2 separate regions of the Zea mays genome follow, and region 2 is linked to region 1. The links are chromatin contacts, called in public Hi-C maps. All regions are on one chromosome and are shown on one strand. Each heading gives the region's core, a stretch centred on a gene start, on an enhancer-like site or on the middle of the called end of the contact. The rest is flanking DNA. Distances are from core to core; before and after follow the strand shown. Region 1 holds the start of LOC103652160 (formin-like protein 12). Region 2 holds the start of LOC100277421.

Region 1 (6,213 bases), core at 832-3,331:
CAAGAATTCGCCGAACTATGGACCAGAATACAAATTGTACAGATGCTGCTCGGCATGCAGGATTCTATAACTCGGAAATGGATGGCTGACGGAAAATATTCCACATGTTCAGCATACAAGATCCAGTTCGGAGGATCGCATCGAAAATTCCAGGCCGAGCTCATTTGGAAGGCGCAGGTGGAAAATAAATGCAAAGTCCACGCCTGGATACTCATGCACAACAAAGTCCTAATGGTGGACAACCTACAAAAGAGCGGGGTTCCCACATTAGGACCATTGTGTCTTGTGTAATGGGCCTCTAGAGATAACAGACAAGGTTACACCTTTCTTTGCTGTGCCCCTTCGCAAGGGCCAATTGGAGCCAGGTGCTATCCTGGAAGAATTTCAATGTGCAGCTACCCTAACAGGACCCCGCCTGCATTACCGATTGGTGGGAGGAAGTAGTAAGCAAGGTGCCAAAGCACGACCGCAGCCGTTTCAACGGAGTGGTAATCTACATTGTGTGGTACCTGCGGAAGGAGAGAAATAGGAGGATTTTTTAAGATGTGTACAAGACATCGCAGCAGGTCACCTCATCGACCAAAGAAGAAATAGTGCAAAGATGTAGGACGAATGGACGATGTTCTTTGCGGGTTACCCCACCAAGAGTGGGGGAGGGCTTCTCTTTTTGTCCTAGGACCGGTCTGTTGGGCACAATGGGCGTTCAGCTTACATAAAACTCCCTTTTCCTTGCTTAATTGAGCAGTGCCTTTACTTAAAAAATGCATGAGAGTTATCCTGTTAGTCCTACTAAGAAGTCACCTAGTTGCACTACTGAAAACCCATCAGCAAACAATTAAATACAGCAACACAAAGATGCCAATCAGTATTTCTACTTATGTGAAACTTCATGTCTTCAAACATGTTAGCAGCATTTTAGACTAAAATGCACTTCTTATTCAATTTTTTTTCTGATAGTGAAGTAGCAGATTAAGACATGATCGCATTGTTCTTGTTGATCAGCAAGCATTATCGTATTAGGCATAGACTAAATGTCACAGCTCCTCATCTATCTTCAAACATGGGTGTTACATTAATCGCATAACATAGAAACTTCAGAATCAAACCCTTGCACCAGCCAACGAGGTTGCTGGCAACGTTACTATTAATGTGCAGTAATAAACACGGGAAAAATACAGCGGTAGTCGAACAGTGAGCGAACCCTTCTTTTTGAGAAGCATAGCTCGAACGAAACTAGAATGGGGCCATAGAATCATGGTGGCACCGTAAGCTGATGCAGCATGCACAAGGAAGGCATGTTAGCTGGAAGCCTGAAAACAACATCCAGAGAAATTTGTTCCGGCACTGAGCGAAATTACATAATGCAGCTGCATTTCCGGTGCTAAAATCAATAGAACCTCCGATTGCACACACCCCGAAGTACCCCCCAAATCGGTAATTCGGTTCGGTGGCGGCAGTCGAACAGGAGGCGCGGGGTTACCGTACCGTAGACGCGGTCGGCTATCTCGAGGAGCCGATCCGGCGGCTTCCGATAGAAGAGCCTCCGGAACAGCGCCATTCCCTTGCGCTTCCGACCGCCGTCGGCGTCGCCGCCGTCTCCGGCGGCCTGCCCCCGGACCCACTTGCTCCGCGACGCCCGGGACCAGCCGACCGCACTCTTGCCGGCGGCCAGCCAGCCAGACCGCAGCGGCGGCGCCAGCGATGATCGGGCCCCGTGCTGCCCGCTGCCGCCGCCGACCTAGCACCCACTCGCCAGCGGAGGCTAACGATACGAACGCCGGCGATCGGGTGCGCCACGCACGCACCCGCCCGCCAAGCTCCCGGCTCGAGTCGCGGGAGGGCAATGCCGCGCGCGGCGGAATTCAGACAGCTAGGGTTTCCTTTCCCCCTCTCGTTGAGGAATTCTTTTTTTCGAGCGGAACTTTTTTTTCTGCTCGTGCTGCTAAAATTATTTTTGGGGTGTTGGAGGTGGCGGAGAAGGAAACGGAGGAAGACAGAGGGGAGACGACGGCGGAGGCGGAGGCGGCAGGCAGAGCAGAGCAAAGCTGAGCACGCGCGAGCACGATTGCTCGAAACAAACACACGATGAAATGCCTCGGGGGTAAGATTTTTTGTGCGTATGACATGTGGGGCCCGGCGCCAACGGTTGCACCGGTGCGCGCCACGCTGCTCGGCGCATGACATCACATCAGGCAGCGGTCACCGTGTGGGCTTTTTCATGATAGGCCGGATCTGCACTAGTCAGGAGCAATTGGGATGGGCCCGTAATAGCAGGATGAATCAAAGTTAGCCCAACGAATGGTACTCTTGCCGTGTTACAGAGAGCCCAACGTGTAACGGGCTGAATCCAGAGCTAGAGATTTCCGAGTCCGGTTTCTAAGAAATTTTTCATCTTTCCAAAAAAAAGTGATGGCCTGAGTTCATCATAGTTTAAATTCTGTCCAAATATGGAATCTGTTTAATGTCAAGAAAATAGACGAAGTCTCTATCCAAAATCAATGTTTAGGCATTTTTTTAGATAAGGACCTCAATCAAAGCCAAAAACCATCACACTTAAAAGAGCTTCGGACGACGAAGAAATGGGAAAGTGAAGGGGAGCTTCAGTGCCTTCACAATGGTCTATGGATAAAACAAGTTAAGAAGGTTTACATGGAGAAGAAAATCAGGATTGTAAAATGGTGTGATTGTACCCTCTCGTTAGCGAAGGACTACGGTGTAAACGTAAGGGCAAGGTTGCAATTTCATATGAATATGTATATCGTTCGAACCCTATAAATAGATGAATAATATCACTGTTACGGGGATCGGTCATATGTAACCTTGCGTCTATAGCATCTTTTTCCCGAGAGAACCTCCAAAGATACTACAATGTCGAAGTATATTTGGATGTTCCCTCCCTATGTTATCTGATATCTGTTATTCAAAGTAACCTAATCATTGAGCTTGACTGTTGCATATATGAAACTAGTTCATTGTCATCAATTACTTTGTATAATGTCATTTGTTTATACATTTAGTATGTTAACCCTTGTACTTGTTCCATGTGCTCTCTGGACACGGAGAACACAATCACCCTTCTCCCCTTCGACACCTTTGGAGGGGAGAAGGATTTGACAAGATAATCATATGACCATTAATATTCAGGTATGTTAAAAACAATGAGCTTCAAAACTGTGGATCAATTAAACATTGGAATCTTGATCATCAATTTCATTATATACACATCTTATGAAAGACAAAACTCTGTTGTCAGGGTCAAAACCGGGTCCCCAAGGCCCACGAGTCGTGATGAGTAAAGATACTCTGAAAAGGCTCGAGTAAGGCCCAATCTGCTTCTGGATCATGAGTAAACCGCTAATGTTTGCCCCTAGTCCCGATGTGAAGCAAGGACGCCTAGGGGTTGGGCAAAACGAAAAAGGGTTGAACGAGCCCTAAGTCAACCTAGGGGTCAGGCGAATCGTGCCTAGCCTAAGGGGATGACCAAACTAGACACAGGCACAAACAAACCACACACGGGTCAACGATCAAAAGAATGAGGATGACCACTCCATGATTAGCCTTCGTCATCATAACGGTCGCCACAACATGGAGGGGAATGGAGGTTGTTCCTATTCTGACTAACATCCACATCCATTACGTCTAAATCAACCATGAAGCACTCATTCCTCTCGTACGGATATAGGAAACGACACTATGGATGGACTACACTGCATGGTGAACCGTCAGATATTGGGGATACGAACGAGCCCATTGATAAGCTGACCGACCCTTGAAGCACGACCACTATCATAGGTGATACTGTGCTACCAACTTCGGCTTGGACCCCCCCTCGCTAAAGCCCAATACGTGCATGAAAGGGAAATGGCCTTAAACCATTTATTATATTGTTTTTTGTGCTTGATGACCATCACAACCATTCGGACTAATTAGTTTGCCTAGTTTTTGATTCACAGGTTCATAAGTTCAACATTTAGTTTCTAAGTCACAATAAGCTCAGATACAACGAAATAGGGGTAAAACATGGAATAGATGAACTACCAATAGTTCTACTCTTTGGATAAGTTCTAAATACCCCGAGGAACCTATTCAACACTTCTAGAGAAGTTGGAAAGCTCAGAATCAACTTCTCACTATTTTGGAGCTAGTTTGAGCAAAAGAAGAAATATGAGTTAAAGAATTAAAATGTTTAAGATCCATGACTTAGACTAGATGGACAACCACTAGAGATATTCTTCTAAGTCATAGGATCTCTCTCAAGTTTAGCCAAAGCAACTTGGAGAAGATTGTTCAAAGATCAACGACAAGTCAGAAACTCAAGTTCTGAAATCGCCAAGTGCGGACCGCCTGGCCCCTTCTGGCGGACCGTTCGTGACACCGCTATGACTTTGGATAGGAACTATAAATCGTGGACAGTCCGGCTATAAATCGTGGACTGTCCGGCTATAAAGCGTGGATCGTTCAGCTATAATTCATGGACCGTCCGCACGTGAAGATCTGGTTCAGCCTGAAGGTGACTAGTTGTGCAAAAGGATTTCTAGAACTGGCGCAGACCATCCGGGACCAAGGGCAGACCTCCGCGTATCGAGACAATTGTTGATCTAGCCATTGGGTTGTCAGACATAACCGTTGTAACGTCAGATCCTACCGTTGGAGGGTCGTGGATCATCCGGGCCCAAGCTGCGGACCGTCCGCCAGTGCGCAGAACAGACAGACAGGGCATAACAGTTATATGGGTGGTTGGAGGCTATAAAAGGGACCCCAACCAGCCCATTCTCATTGATTGATTGATCCATATCATACACAGGAGTTGGGTATTCACTCCTGTCTACTAGTGCAGCACTTCTATACACATCAAGGCCTCACAAGTGCCACAAAAGAAAGATCAAGCAAGAAAGAGCTACTCGTGTGTGTTTAGCGATAGTGCATTATGAGAATCATTGAGAGAAAGTGTGAGCTACCTCTTGTGATCATTTGAGCGTGGAGTTTTGACTCCCATTCATTGTAAAGCTAGCAAGAGCCCCTTATCTTTGTGGTTGGCCTTGTGGAGACTTTGGTCTTCGGACTGTTCGGTGTGCACCGGACTGTCCGGTGCACCCTCTGCCAGTGGGGACAGCCTGGCCCAGAGAAGAGGGTTCCCTGCGTAGAAACATGAGAGCGCGCAGTTCACGAGTTGAATTTTAGTGGCACACCGGATAGCGCATCAGACTGTCCGGTGCGCACTGAACAGTGATTGTTCACTGTTCGGTGTGCCATCTGCCCAACGGCTAGCTGTCAGAACTAGCCGTTGGAGTCGACCGTTGGTGCACCGGTGGCGCACCACAGTCCGGTGCGCCCATGCGCAGCAGGGTTTGTGTAACGACTAGTTGGTGGGTGAGGGCTATTTATACCCCTCCACCCACCATATTGATTGTCTTGTTGCCCACATTTACTCCTACACTTTGGTAGAGCATTGCAAGCACCACAAAGCCTAGTGAGGTGATTTGAGAATCTTAATCCCGCATTTGGACCTCATTAGCGCTAGCGAGAGCCACCTAGAGCACACACCGCATGCATTTGGCTTCTCTTGGTCAAGTGAAAGTCTACGGCTTGTTACTCTTGGTGATCGACATCACCTAGACGGCTTGGTGGCGTTGGGAGCTCGGTGATCACCGTGGAGATCTTGTTGGTGACCCGACTCAAGTTTGTAAGCGGTCGTGAGAGATCCACCGAGCCGGAGTGGCAAAAGATCATCTCATAGTGAGCACTTGGTTCTTGCAAGGACCAAGGGGGAGCGATACCCTTGCGCGGGTGCTCCAACGAGGACTAGGGGAGAGTGCCGACTCTTCGATACCTCGGGAAAAAATGGAGGAGTCTTCTAAACCTTGCTTTACATTACGCACTTAATTCAAGCATTTTAAATTGTGTATTTATTTAGCAAGTATTTAAAGTATTGTCTTAGCATTGTTGTATTTCTAGTATTATTCTCTTATTGCTAGTTGTTGGGGTGAAGTTGGGCTCTTGCTTAGGTTTTAATTAGTGTTGATTTTTAGAAAAGCCCAATTCATCCCCCCTCTTGGGCATCGTGATCCTTTCAATTGGTATCGGAGCCTTGTTGCTCTTAGATTAGCTTAACCGCTAGAGTAACGATGTCCGGTGGGGATGGATCGCCTCCCGTTTTTGATGGTGATGATTTTCCATATTGGAAAATTCGTATGGAAGCTTACTTAGAGGCTA
Region 2 (6,477 bases), core at 3,432-5,931, 220 kb after region 1:
CGTGGAAGGGTCCACCATGGAGGCCGGTGGGATGCAGGTGCTTGTTGATCAGGTTGGTTCTACAATTCTATTTAGCAAATCTATGGTTTTGCAATTCTATTATTTATGATCCTACGATTTGCAATCCTACCATTTCAGTTTGGATGCCATTAATGAAGTTGTCTGTTTTGCAATAACTATGTGGAGCGGTTTGATCATCACTGTCCATGGGTCGGCCGGTGCATAGGACTGGTAAGGTTCTCAAGATTACTAGCTGTTTTACTGGAAATTTGTACACCAAAACTTCTGTAAGCTTGCAAATTTGTCTCGCTCGATTCTTCGCTTTGAGTTTCTCTAGAACCTTGGAATCTGTCTTTTGATAATGCAAGTTGTACAACATTAGCTGCAGATTAGGAGCCAGTCTAATCTTGTGGGTACTTGTTCCTCAGATGATGGCAGTTACCGAGTCATCAAGGTTTCACGTGTCATTAAAGAAGGATGATGTGCACATAAGAAGGCTCATCATAAATCAGGTGTTGCCACCGTCTGCGTCCTTCTGCAGATTCTGTGCTGCAAAATGGAGGGTAAGCAAACTTCTGTTGTTCTAGCTACCCAATATTGCCCATGAATTGCACAAGTCTACTGTCGACTTTTGTTTGGTCTAAGAAATCATTGACTTTTGTTTGTTCTAGCTATCCATGCTGTTGGAAATGCATCTTCCAAAGTCAATTTAGGTGACCTGAAACGATTATATGCAGCACACAGAATTCTATAAGATGGTTGCAATCTTTCTTGTTCTCTCCTTGTTTCTGAATTGAATTAACCTATCTGGTCTTTTGTAGTGGAGAATTCATGCTTGGACTTGTTCTTCAAATCAACTGCTACCATGAATTAACTTCGGTGCTGGTAGGATTAACTTGCTCAGTAAATTTAAGATGAACCTGACTAAGGTTCATTCTCTTACTGTCTTACATCAAACTTGAATGGAATGGTTGTCTTGTAAAAAACTACGATGTTTTAGTTTCGTAGGTTTAATTGTCTTCGGTGTTTCTCATGTGTTGAATCATTGCAGAAGTTGGAGCACAAGATGCTGGACAATTTCTTCTCTGTGCTGTCATGTGTTATCTCCGTGCCCTTCTACACGGGATTCCTCCCTCTCCTGTTCTGGGTATGCCTTCTCTCTCATGTCCCACTGGTTTTATTGCCTTGCTTTATGTATTCTCGGTACTAATTCCCTTTGATCCTGAATTCTTTTTTTTTGAAAAAAATTTATATCTTGCAGAGTGGACACAGCAGGCTAGCTAGGCAGATGATCCTCCTCATGGCTTTATGTGACTACCTCGGCAACTCTGTCAAGGTTTTGCCATTTGCTTGTATACAATTGAAGGGACACACTTTAGTTTAATCACTGACACTCTCGATCTTTCTGAGCGCAGGATATGGTGTCAGCCCGGCCATGCTCTCCGCCCATTAGAAGAGTGACAGCTACAGAAGATGAGAAGGAAAATGCCATGTAATATGGCTACCGTCATCGCATGCTCTCAACACTATTTGTTTGACGGGGTATGTATGTTCCTGCTCTTATTTCGGTAGGGGAAGCTTAAAAGGAATTGTTGGCTGATGCTGCTTTTTGATCAATGTAGATATTTGTTACACTATGTCCTGACATACGGAGAACATGGCAGTCTTACAGTTGTTGTGGGTTTATCTCTAGCTCTCTTACCCCAAATTTGCTGCGGGTTTTCCAGCAGTGATCCCTGTTGGTGTTCAGCGCCAAGGAATTGGAGATTGGTGATTTTGGTTATGCATGGTCGTTTGAATTTTTTTATGTTGTAACCCATACCGTGAATTGTTGTGAGTTAATTGAGCTTTAAAGGAATTGTAGAATCTTGAGTTAGCTAGTTCATTTTTCTTTTTGAGTACGGGTGAAACTGGGGCATGAATATGGTAGTTGGCTCCCACGCAGTGTTCTATGGTGTTTTCCCTACTCACATCTTTCATATAACAGCTGTAGGAAACTAGACATGTCTTGTGAAGCACAATTTTGTTTGTGAACTCCTCGTTTGTTGATCTAATGATGTAACTATTGATACTTGATAGCCTATTGCTGGTCATATAATTTTGATTCTAATCCAGTGATGAAAAGCTAAAATCATCCAGCTGTCGTTCTTTGATTACCCTGAGATGGTAAATATGCACAAATTAAATATACTTAAGTTTATCTGCAGAGAGCATCGTTATCAAACAAAAACATGGGGTGGATCTACCAATGTGGCCAGGCATGGAAGCTGCCCATAGCACTGCCGCCATATAGTTGACAACGATGACCGACACTGTAGATTCCATTCTCTGTGTGTACACCAAGGTATCGGTGTCTCGTCTCGGACCACAAGAGCATTTTTCAATGTATCTGGCTTCAAAGTTAGTCTTTGATTATTATCTTTCTCGCAACATAAGGGCAAACAACGTTTATATGTAGCAAACAAATATAGTTTGCAAACGTTTTAGGAACATGTTTTTACAATAAAGATATACTTATAGTTTCACCAATGGATGGCCAAAAAATACAACCTTTTAGTTCAGGAAATATAGAACAACAGCAAGTAGATTTTGATAAATCCATTAGAATCTCAATATAAATATAGAATATCGACGTCTATTCTTTTAATGTTTAATCCTCTATTCACAATAGTTAAAAAAAGCTATTGCTATGATTGTAACAAATTTATTAACGTAGGAATTCAATATTACAATAGTGCCAAAATGGATTGTTCGAAGGAGAAAAATCAAGTACAAATTGACAACCAATTGGACAAGCATGCAGTGGTTGATAATGAATCAGCTCTCAATGCAAACATCCTTAACATGCTAATATACTATAGAATAACAATTAGTGCTTTTGCATATCAGTCTATTCTATCATGTCGATTCCGTAGCAACGCACGGGCATATACCTAGTAGATTGATGAGGAGGTTGAGTTTATACGCTCTGAACTGCAATTCCTTCTTCGAGGTGCTGGTGCAAGCTACCAGTGTCACACAAGAACAGTTCAAGAGAATGTTTCTTTCTGTACAAATAACCGTTTATTTGAACTCAATGTTTACCATTTGCTTTGCATAAAAAAAGAAACATTTTGCAGAAATTTATGTCGGCTTACCACTATGTTTCTTTGTATCAGCTCTGTACCCTATGATCTGATCCTGTTGTTCTGATCAGAAACACAATCTATGATGATGCTACTATCTGTATTGTGCACGCACCAGACTGAAGCTGAAGGTGAGAGGGCATCAAGCCTGGAGGTCTCCCTTCTCCTCTGGCTCCAGCTCTCTGAGCTCGTCGGCTTCACTCCTCTTGCAGCTCCTGTAGAACATGCAGGTGACGATGATCTCCAGCACGACGCAGATCGCGTGGATGTAGGCGATCGAGAAGGCCTCGCCGGCGACACCCGGCGCGAGCCTCCCGTCCCTCCGACGCTGCGCGACGACGCGGAGTCCGAACAGCGCCTCGGCCGCCGCCATGCCGAGGTTGGTGGGCAGCGCCAGCGCCAGCGCCGTGGACACCCGGCCCCGGATCGCGACGCAGGCCCTGAGCACCGCGGCGTGGCCCGCGCACCCGGGCTCCGTGGCGGCCACGACGATGGCGAGGTTGCAGACCACGGTGGCGACGCCGACGACGAGCGAGTAGACGATGGCGCCCGCGGCCGAGAGCGCGAGCGTCCAGACGTGGGAGGTGAGACCCAGCAGGTCGGCGGCGCCGAAAGCCAGCAGCAGCAGCGAGAACACCGCGGCGTTGGCGGAGAGCATGAGGAAGGCGTTGAGGAGGTGCGTGGCGACGACGGCCGGGTACGCGCGCGCCACGGCCGCGCACGGCGGGAGCGCGGCCACGGCGACCCGCCGCCGCCGAGGCGGCGGCGACTCCGACGCGTCGTCGTCCCGGAGGCGGAGCATGGCGGCGACGCAGGCCTTGGCCAGCAGCAGGAAGGTGAGCGCGAACGGCAGCGTGGCCGCGAACGTGAAGACGGTCTGCGACAGCTTGGCCTCGAGCAGCGCGAAGAAGGGGGAGGGCGGGAACCCCGCGGCCGCGAACACGGAGCGGAGCCGCGCCGCCACAGCGCGCAGCGCCCACGACGACGGCGCCATCGCCTCCGACGCCAGCACCGCCGCCGAGAACGGCAGCGCCAGCAGCGCCGCCACGGAGGTGAAGCGGTGGTACCCGGCGAAGAACGCGGACACGGCAGCCCGCATGACCCTCGTCGTCGTCGCCCGCCCCGCTGTCGTCACACCGTCGCGCGCCAGCCCCGCCGCTCTCCCCATGTCGCACGCAACGCAACCCGCAAACCCGTAACCTCTCCGCTTCTTCTTCCTCACCTCAGAGAGCGAGCGAGAGGCGGAGGAGACGGAGCAATCAGCAGCAATGCAACAGCATACTCGCGCTCGCCACCTTTATGGCGGGACCGCTTGGCTGGCTGCGCGCCCGCCGATGGATGGATGGATGGTTGGCCGGTCAAGAGCAGGAGAGAGCTGGAATGGACGAGCGGATGATTGACTGACCACCTACTGACGGCGGCACTGACCCGGTACCGAACGGATGAGCACGGCGAGAGGCCACCGGGCGGGACCGCGGGAGGGCCTCTTTAGTTTACGGAGGAGCAGGGCAGAGGAGCGAGGTCTGAGCTGGCGACTGGCGTGGCAAGGCAGGTACTGGAGACGAAGCAAGCGAAGCGATTGGAGCTGAAATGAATAGAAAAAATCTGCCTGAAATTCATCTCGTCTCGGTACCATCTACTACTACTAGACTCCCTACCGAACACTATTTTATATGGATGAGACGTTGCAAGCATTGTAGGTGCCGTCGGGTACAAGGGCGGCGGCCTGGCCGCCAGGCTAGAGCTGGAGGGTGGCTGGTGCGGCGGCGAAGGCGTTGCTTCGATTATATCCCACTCATATTGCTGGCCCCGCCAGACTAAGGATCCGGAGAAGAGAGCATATACGCTTGCTGCTTGCAGACAGCGACGGAATCGGGCAGAGCTGGCAGGAGATAGCGGAAGGGAAGAGAGGGAAGCAGGGGGCAGGAGGGAGGGTGGAGCGGGAGTGAGACTGTCACTCTCCCTCGCTGTCGGGTGAAATTAGGCCCCATACCGAACTCACTGACTGACAGTTGGTTCCGACCATTCTTCAGCAGAAAGGTCGGCTCAGAACTGGATGCGTGCGAGGGTTGCCTTTCAGCTTCATCTCCCGGACTCTCGCGCCGCGCGCTACGGTGAGATTCACGGGCGAGTGGGCGACTGTACCGAGCACTACTGGCTAAAATGGCGAGCGATTCATGCAGGCCACAGGTGACAGGGTCCATGCGAGCGACTTGTCGCCATTAAAGGGGCCTCGTGTTTTGCTTGTCGCCGAGCGGTTGTTTCCTGGTCATCCGAAGAGGGCTGGCTGGCGCCTGGCGGTCGATCCACCAGCAATTAGGTGCACCTACGATCCGCGTACGACGAACCACGGCTCAGAAACAGAAAGGACGCAGCGCGGCCACCAAACGGTCCTAAACTCATATAATTCCGACCTGGTTTACTTTTTATTAAGTAAATCATTAACCACGGCTCAGAAGGGCATCTTTATTTTTTGGGGTGTAAGTAAAAAAATAAAATAAAGAGGAAACGTTTTCTTTTTCCGACCAGTTGGTTTTGTGCAGCTAGCAGCTTCTGCACTCAAAGCGAAAGTGATTGTACAGTGACGGACGGACGAAGCTGGTGCTGGTGCCGCTGCTCAAGAAACGCAAGAGTCCGGGAGATGAAGCTGAAAGGCAACCCTCGCACGCATCCAGTTCTGAGCCGACCTTTCTGCTGAAGAATGGTCGGAACCAACTGTCAGTCAGCTCTTCAGCGAGTGAGTTCGGTATGGGGCCTAATTTCACCCCGACAGCGAGGGAGAGTGACAGTCTCACTCCCGCTGCCCCCCTGCCCCCTGCTTCCCTTCCCTTCCCTTCCCTTTCGCTATCTCCTGCCAGTTCTGCCCGATTCCGTCGCTGTCTGCAAGCAGCGACCAAGCGTATATGTGTTGGCCACCAAAAGTGGCTTGCGGAGCGCAGTCCGCGCGCGCCGGATCAATTATGATTCTGAATTGAAGAGGAGACATATTCTTCGTGAAAATTTCTGTGAAGTGTGTGGGGAGGAAGGGGAATCTTTTTTTCCATATTACTATTGATTGTCCAGTTGCAAAGCAGTTCTGGCGAGTGGTTAAAAACATTACAGGGATAAAACTACCAGTTTTTTTGGAGGTCACCTGGGCAAAGGACTTATTGGCTGATGACCACTTCACTGATTCAGTTAAAACGATGGTTATTTGTGGTGCCTGGTCCTTATGGTCTGGAAGGAATGCTAGAAGGTTTGGGCGTGACCGCTGGAATCCATACGCTGCAGTGAGTTATGTGGCGAAAATGCTGGAGGATCTTGTTTGTTTAAAAGTGCCGGGGCCGCAAGCCTCTCTGCGTTGCCGGGTTAA

The links. A called contact is a pair of places that touch in the nucleus more often than the background predicts.
Region 2: a contact with region 1 is called in a Hi-C map of ear, with 5 times the contacts expected there. The contact joins the promoter of LOC100277421 here to the promoter of LOC103652160 in region 1. A contact is called at or near these places in 3 of 25 Hi-C or Micro-C datasets (ear, leaf and tassel).

What each region holds. Positions count from the first base shown.
Region 1 is chr3:126,381,036-126,387,248 of Zm-B73-REFERENCE-NAM-5.0, forward strand. It overlaps LOC103652160 (formin-like protein 12), which reads right to left and starts at 2,082. Exons shown (of 18, transcript XM_035966297.1): 1 at 324-2,082; 2 at 1-243.
Region 2 is chr3:126,598,418-126,604,894 of Zm-B73-REFERENCE-NAM-5.0, forward strand. LOC100277421 reads right to left here and starts at 4,682. Exons shown (of 1, transcript NM_001150985.2): 1 at 2,827-4,682. The coding sequence starts at 4,293. The coding sequence ends at 3,268.